2 separate regions of the Mus musculus genome follow, and region 1 is linked to region 2. Evidence: chromatin contacts called from public Micro-C data. All regions are on one chromosome and are shown on one strand. The core of a region is the stretch at or near the end of the contact, and the rest is flanking DNA. Distances in the headings are between cores, read along the strand shown. Region 1 overlaps Sgpp2 (sphingosine-1-phosphate phosphatase 2). Region 2 overlaps Pax3 (paired box 3).

Region 1 (3,174 bases), core at 41-2,540, 260 kb before region 2:
AGGTGACAGAAGCTAACAGGAGCTGGGATCTGTGAGGCAGACAGCTTTTGGAGGCTCTGCCCACCTGGATTTAAAGATCTCCTGGCTGCTATAACATTTTAAGGAACTGAATAGACAACCCAATTTCAGATAATATATTTATTTCCTTGCATGGCTTTAGAAACACTTTGTTGAGCAGAGTTTTTACATGCTTATTTCTACACGGCTTAAAAGGATGATGTTTTTAAAATGACACAGCATAGCAAACCGTTAAATCCTCCAATAAGTAACGAGGCAAGCTGCTGGGTAGTATATGTAAGACATGGTTCTATTTTGACTGACAAAAAGCTTGGAACACAGGCAGGTACATATTTGCAGAGCAGTGCACTTGGGTACACAGTAGGGAAGGGGACTCCACACTGGAATTCTCTATCACCTGGATGTGCTTTTTATTTCCTTTGGATTTATGTGAAATTGAATTAAGCACCTGAGTCTGCCCATGCACGGCGGGGTGAGCAGGGACCTCCGTGCAGAGGGTCCGCTGAGGACCAGAGTATTTTGTCTATGTGTTTAAAGGAACACTACTGTTAAGAGTTGGAGACAGCTCGTCACCTCCGCCAGTCTTGACCCCGAAGGAAGTCAACAGGGATAAAAGGGGCATTTGCCTCATCCACAGAGATAAAGCAGCTCAGGTCCCTTCTGGAAGAAAGTCTCCCAAGGCCAGATGGCTCACTCTTCCTTGGCCCTCCAGCCATGGTTGCTCTTGCGGCTGCCTTGATGGCTGCAGGTCTCATGGAGACTGACAGATTAATCAGTCGAAACTCTCTTCCCAGAAGGTCCTAGGTTGTGCCACACTCTTCCCCCATCTGATCCAGAGTGCAGCCAGGAATCTACACTCTGCATAGTCCCCAGCATAATCTGGATTCAGTGAATGTAAAGTTAGAACAAAAGTAAATAAACCCAGGGACAGCAGCCTAGAGCCTGAGCACGGTCCAAATCCTCAACAGGTTCCAGGAATTCCGCACTGCTTTCCCACGGCACGCAAATGGGTCTGCTTGCTTTCTGAAATTTTAAACTTTTTTGTTTTGTTTTGTTTTTTGAGCCAGGCGTGGTGGCCCACCCCTTTGATCCCAGTACTTGGGAGGCATGCAGGCAGATCTCTCTGAGTTTGAGGCTAGCCTGATCTACACAGTGAGTTGGAGCATGGGCAACTTCTACTTAGAAAGAAAAAGACTTCCCTAATAACCATTAAGGGTTCCCTGGGGAGAGGCGGGGCCTCATGAGCCCCGCCCCTTTCCCTGATAGGCTACTTCTGGGCGCTGTCCTGAGCAGGTCTTGGGATTGCTTCTGCTGCTGTAAGTTCCTGAGTGCAAGGCCAGGTCCTGAAAACATCTTTTCACAGCGCACTTCCCCGTGCTCTGGCCTTGGTCTTTCTTTCTGCTCTCTCTTCCACAGCGTTCCCTGAGCCTTAGAGGGCGTGGTGCAGATGTCCTGTTTAGGACTGTGCTCTCAAGAGACACTTAGTTCCATATTCTGACCAGTTCTTGGTCTCTGCCCACGTAACCGCTGTCCACTGCAAACAGAAGCTTCTCTGGTCAAGGCTGAGCCCACTTGCTGTTTGTTAAACACACCGAGGACAGTTTTGTATTCCTTTCAGAAGCTAAGTGTGCTCCAGCCATCTCTACCTGGCAAGTTCTTACAGCTCCTCTCTAAGGCTCGGCTCTAGGGCTATGCCTCTCTCACGCACTGTCATGTATCCCCACAGTTGGCAGTGATCTCCCTTGGCCCTGAACGAAAGGCTAAGAGCACACTTCATACACTTGCCTTATTTTGTCTTTGCTGTGATGAATACTTTCCTCTGGGCTCATTAAAAGTTTCCGGCCAGAAAGTCAAGGTTGAGCTAAGGTTGCCGATTTATTTGCAGTCTTTCTCAAAGCGTCAGGACTAGAGTAGACCAGACACTAGCTGGCAGAGTCAGGAGGCTGGGGTGTTGGCTACCCATTGTTTCAAAGTATAAATAAGAATTTACCCTGGTTCCTCCTGTCTTCTTTTGTAATTATGGTTGCCAAAGTCCCTGACATCTGGTTGGAATAGTCTTTATAAACTTAATTGTGTTCATCTTCAATCCAAACTAAATTATTTTAGTCCACAGCCCCAGCATTTGAGGCAAAACTAATTTTAGCCATCATGGCCGAATATGGAGTTTTCCCCCTCCCTTCTAGTCATACATTTGGATTTTCATCCATGGAAAGTGATACTATAATAAAGGTATTTAGGTATTTTCATAAGAAAGACACTTGAGCCATATCTAGTGAGATTTCCAAGTTGGGGACTGTAAATCTCTTATAACAAAATTATTTTGTAAATACTTCTACATAGAAGAACTGCAAATGCTCTAAGCTTTATTTTTAAATAACTTTCCTTGAGACAAGGTCTTATTCTGTAGCTGAGGCTGGTTCTACCACTAGTCTCAAAACAAAACAAATAAAACAACCCCCCCCCCCCAAAACCCCCAAACCTTCAAAAACATTTCCAGAGATGAACATTTCCACTGTTGCTTAGGAAAGCCACAAGTGGCCATTCTGCTTCTCAGCACACCAGGTGCCACTCAGATGGCTCCTCGAAAGATGCCTGTTTGGTGCCAGGATGTGTGTGCTCATCTGGGAATGTATTGAGCGCTTCCTGTATGCAGTGATTGAAGAACCATTATAGGGGGTCCGTGTGTAACAGTTCAGAAAGACACTGGGCATTTCAGGAAGCCATCCCCGCTCTCATGCTCTCGAGAGAAGAGTTTCAAGGTAGAGACACCAGGTAGTACTTGGTGTAAAGTATACAACATTACATAAACGCTCAGACCTATGATTCTACTTAAAATTGTTCAGGAAAGTTCCCATCACCTTGGTGCCAAGGAGTCTACTCGGTTGGTGGAGCACTTGCCTAACGTGCAGGAAGCCCCAGCGTCAGCCTGGAGTAAAACTAGGGCATAACACCATAGCACCTCTTAGCCCAGAACTCAGGGCATTGGAGGCAGGAAAGTCAAAAGTTCAAGGGCATCTCCAGACACAGAGTGAGTCCAATGACAGCTTAGAATACAGGAGGCTTTGTCTCAGGAAGGAAGGAAGGAAGGAAGGAAGGAAGGAAGGAAGGAAGGAAGGAAGGAAGGAAGGAAGGAAGGATTCGTTTACACTTGAAAAA
Region 2 (3,124 bases), core at 61-2,560:
GCATCCCGCAGCTGCTTGGTAGCTCTCAACTGCTGGCAACAGAAGTCCCAGGGAATCTGATGTTCTCTGCTGGTCTCTGTGGGCACCAGTTACACACACAGACATCCGTGCAGACAAAATACCCATATGGATAAGTAAATCAACTAGGGAAAAAGGAAAAAGGAAATGTTAGGGACTCTCATGGGCCAAGGTTTCTTCCGGACTCATGCAAAGGCTTTTCACAAAGCGTCACATTGTCGTGGACTTTTGGACAGTATGCCAAAAGAACCTAGCTTTGTTTTCTTTTAATTGTTTTGCTATTTATTTCGTGACATGGTTCTACTAGATAATCCAGGTGAGATTGAGCCGGATGCTAGTTTTCACCTCCTTGAAAAGGGATCCACAAATTATAAAAGCTTTAGCACACCCCTCCCAAACAAAAAACAAAACAAAACAAAACAAAACAAAACAAAACAAAACAAAATATGGATTTTCTTCTGATAGCAGACTGGAACGTTTTCAATTTGTTTTGAAATAGAAGAAACACATCCTCGTTGACAGATATGTAGGATACTGGAGGTTGGTGCAAAAACAAACAACAAAAAAAAGTGCTTAAGTCATAAAACTGGAGACAAGGGACAGTTGACAGATATGTAGGATACTGGAGGTTGGTACAAAAAAAGTGCTTAAGTTGTAAAGCTGGAGACAAGGGACAGTTTACTTCCTTGAGGGTAAGGTGCTTCTGCTGGTATCTTCCCTCATTCAAAGAAAGAAACTAGAAGTCTGTGACAAACATAGGCAACTGTCTGAAATCAGAAGGTCTCATACCCTCTAGGGATTTTTTGTTTTTTTAAATGGGGTCTCTTAGCCTGAGCTGGCCTCAAACTTGCTAGGTAGCCTAGGGTGATCTTGAAATCCTAGCCTTTCTGTTTCTGCCTCCCTACTTCTGAGATTACACCACCACATTCGGCCCTTGTGTTCTGTCCAGTGTAAGGGCTCACATACCTACCTCCTCTTTAGTTTAAGGAAAGAACGGTGGTGGTGAGGGGAAGCATTTTTTTGTGACCCTTCTAGAAACACCCTCACACTTCCCCCTTCCTGGCAACTGCTGAAACAGAGAAGAGCAGAAGAGCATCTGTACCTGTAATCTGGGTTGCCTCTAAAATGACCTGCAGTCCTCTGAAAGATTAGAATAGAGCATACCCCTTTTCTGATGCCATATGATACCATCAGCCCGTCCCTCTTCTGAGAACTCTCTGGCAGTGTACAGTCAAAACAGCCAGCGAGCTCTGATATGCAAAGCCATTTCTCTTAGAATGACCTTGGATCATTGTAATAGTTTGCAAAATTATTCAACCGCCAAGCAAGGAGACAAGTTCCCTCTAAACCTGATAGCAGGGAGCAGAGCCCCGTGGTTGGATTTTGGTTTTTTTTCCCCCCTCCTCTAAGCTTCCTAGTTGCTTTGACTGTTTGACTCTTGAAAATGAAACAAGTACCCCTGGGGACACAGAGCCAAAACCTTGTACAAATTCAAGGAAGTGGCCAATCAGAGAAATGAACCTGGTCGCATCAAGAGTTGACATGTAAGTTTTAGTCACAGTTCAATGAGGAAGGAAAGTTGGCACACACATGGGAAATACTAATGTTCTTGGCAGTTCAAGGAAGGGAGACAGGGAGAGCAAAGGAGGGAGGGAGGGAGGGAGAGAACAAGCAGGGAGGAGAGAGGGAAGGAGAGGAGGGAGGTCTTTAGTGGCTGGTCAGTCCAGGTAAGACTATGGAACTAGGTTTTTAGGGCTACATACAACACTGTGATAAAGACAGGCAGAAAGAAATTCTGGGCTAGGGACACAGTAGGGCAGGCTAGGAGCCAAGATGTGACTAAGCCTTGGTCTTTTGGACAGTCACACAAAGGTTTCTGGAAGTCAGTTTGTTCTAGTCCACTGATAAATTAAAAGCATACCAAAAGTTTTGTCTACATGCTCAGTTTTATGGTAATCATTAGCCCTCTACATTTTAAAGCTAATAATACTCAAATATTAATTTTATTTCTTATAAAATTGATTACTAATGATCATTATTTGACCATAGGTAGGATTTGAATGAAAAGACAAAATCTGTGATTGATACAAAGGAATAGAGGACCCCATATAATTTCTGGCTGTGTTTGAGTGAAGATGGCTTATTTTTGTAACTCTATTATCTAGCTGACTTGCTGAAATTTTGAGCAAGTTTCTTTTAAATACATCAAGTATCAGCTTCATTTAAAAAAAAAAAAACAAGATGGGAACCTCTAGCCCACAAGGCTATATGAAGAGCTAAGGGGAAACGAAACTTTAGATAGAAGAAATAAAAAATAACCTTATTATAAAGATTAGTTCTTAAAATGATTGATACAGTGTATGTGCGTATGTGTGTGTCGTGTGTGTGTGTGGTTGTGTGGTTGTGTGGTGTGTGTGGTGTGTGTGTGTGGTTGTGTGGTTGTGTGTGTATGTGTGTATGTGTGTGCATGATTTTTATTTTTTTTCTGGAGCGCAGTCGAGTGCAATACACTTCGATTTATTTCCTTAAGTCCTGAGCTGGGGCTTCTTTGGTGGAAGGAGGTACTTGCTGCTGCTGCTGACTGAAGAATAGAAGTCAATGAACCATCCAGTCCAAGCCAATTACTGATTTGACTGTGAGGTAAAGTGGAGATAGATAGAGATTAGAATCGGAAGGTCTAGGTAGGGAATTTAAGGAGGCATGAGGAATCTCTTTCAATTCACCAAACCTCCATGTTGTGGTTCGATGTATACTTTCAGAAGAGTCCCTGACAATCCTTGAGGTGATTTTTAAAGTTTTAGGACAAGCAGCCTTCAGGATAAAACAAGAGTGCCTTGAGAGAGCCTATAGAAAGCAATTTGAAATTGTGGTCAGTCCCTGGTTTTCTTCTTGCCATTTAATTATGTTGCTAATTATCGGGGCTGTTGTCTTCCTTCACTAGCCACTGGGCTCAGGCTTACACAGGTCATTAACACACTCTTCCTGTTCTGGCTTCTTCTATTCTGAAGAAGAAGGCGGCTGGAGAGCACTCCTCCCACATAATTGCAACCCTGCTAGAAATGGGGGATAGGGAGGGATGGCCGTAATTAACAGTCACCTCTGATGA

Evidence for each region. Hi-C and Micro-C count contacts between places; a contact is called where the count stands out from the background.
Region 1: a Micro-C map of granulosa cells shows a contact between it and region 2, with 1.8 times the contacts expected there. The contact joins two enhancer-like sites. A contact is called at or near these places in 8 of 484 Hi-C or Micro-C datasets (the HPC-7 cell line, adipose-derived mesenchymal stem cells, granulosa cells and 4 more) and 1 of 115 datasets of contacts at active chromatin or transcription factors (embryonic stem cells).

Annotation. Positions count from the first base shown.
Region 1 is chr1:78,410,992-78,414,165 of GRCm38.p6, reverse strand. The region is part of intron 4 of Sgpp2 (sphingosine-1-phosphate phosphatase 2); the gene reads right to left. It also overlaps the pseudogene Gm19072. Among named protein-coding and RNA genes, the nearest start is that of Gm51634, 56 kb to the right of the region's middle. Within about 2 kb of position 1,290, at least 11 of the 459 cell types and tissues checked have an H3K27ac peak or open chromatin away from gene starts, as enhancers often do. A contact at or near this core is called in granulosa cells, where this site is marked.
Region 2 is chr1:78,146,872-78,149,995 of GRCm38.p6, reverse strand. The region is part of intron 4 of Pax3 (paired box 3); the gene reads left to right. Among named protein-coding and RNA genes, the nearest start is that of Pax3, 49 kb to the left of the region's middle. Within about 2 kb of position 1,310, at least 13 of the 459 cell types and tissues checked have an H3K27ac peak or open chromatin away from gene starts, as enhancers often do. A contact at or near this core is called in granulosa cells, where this site is marked.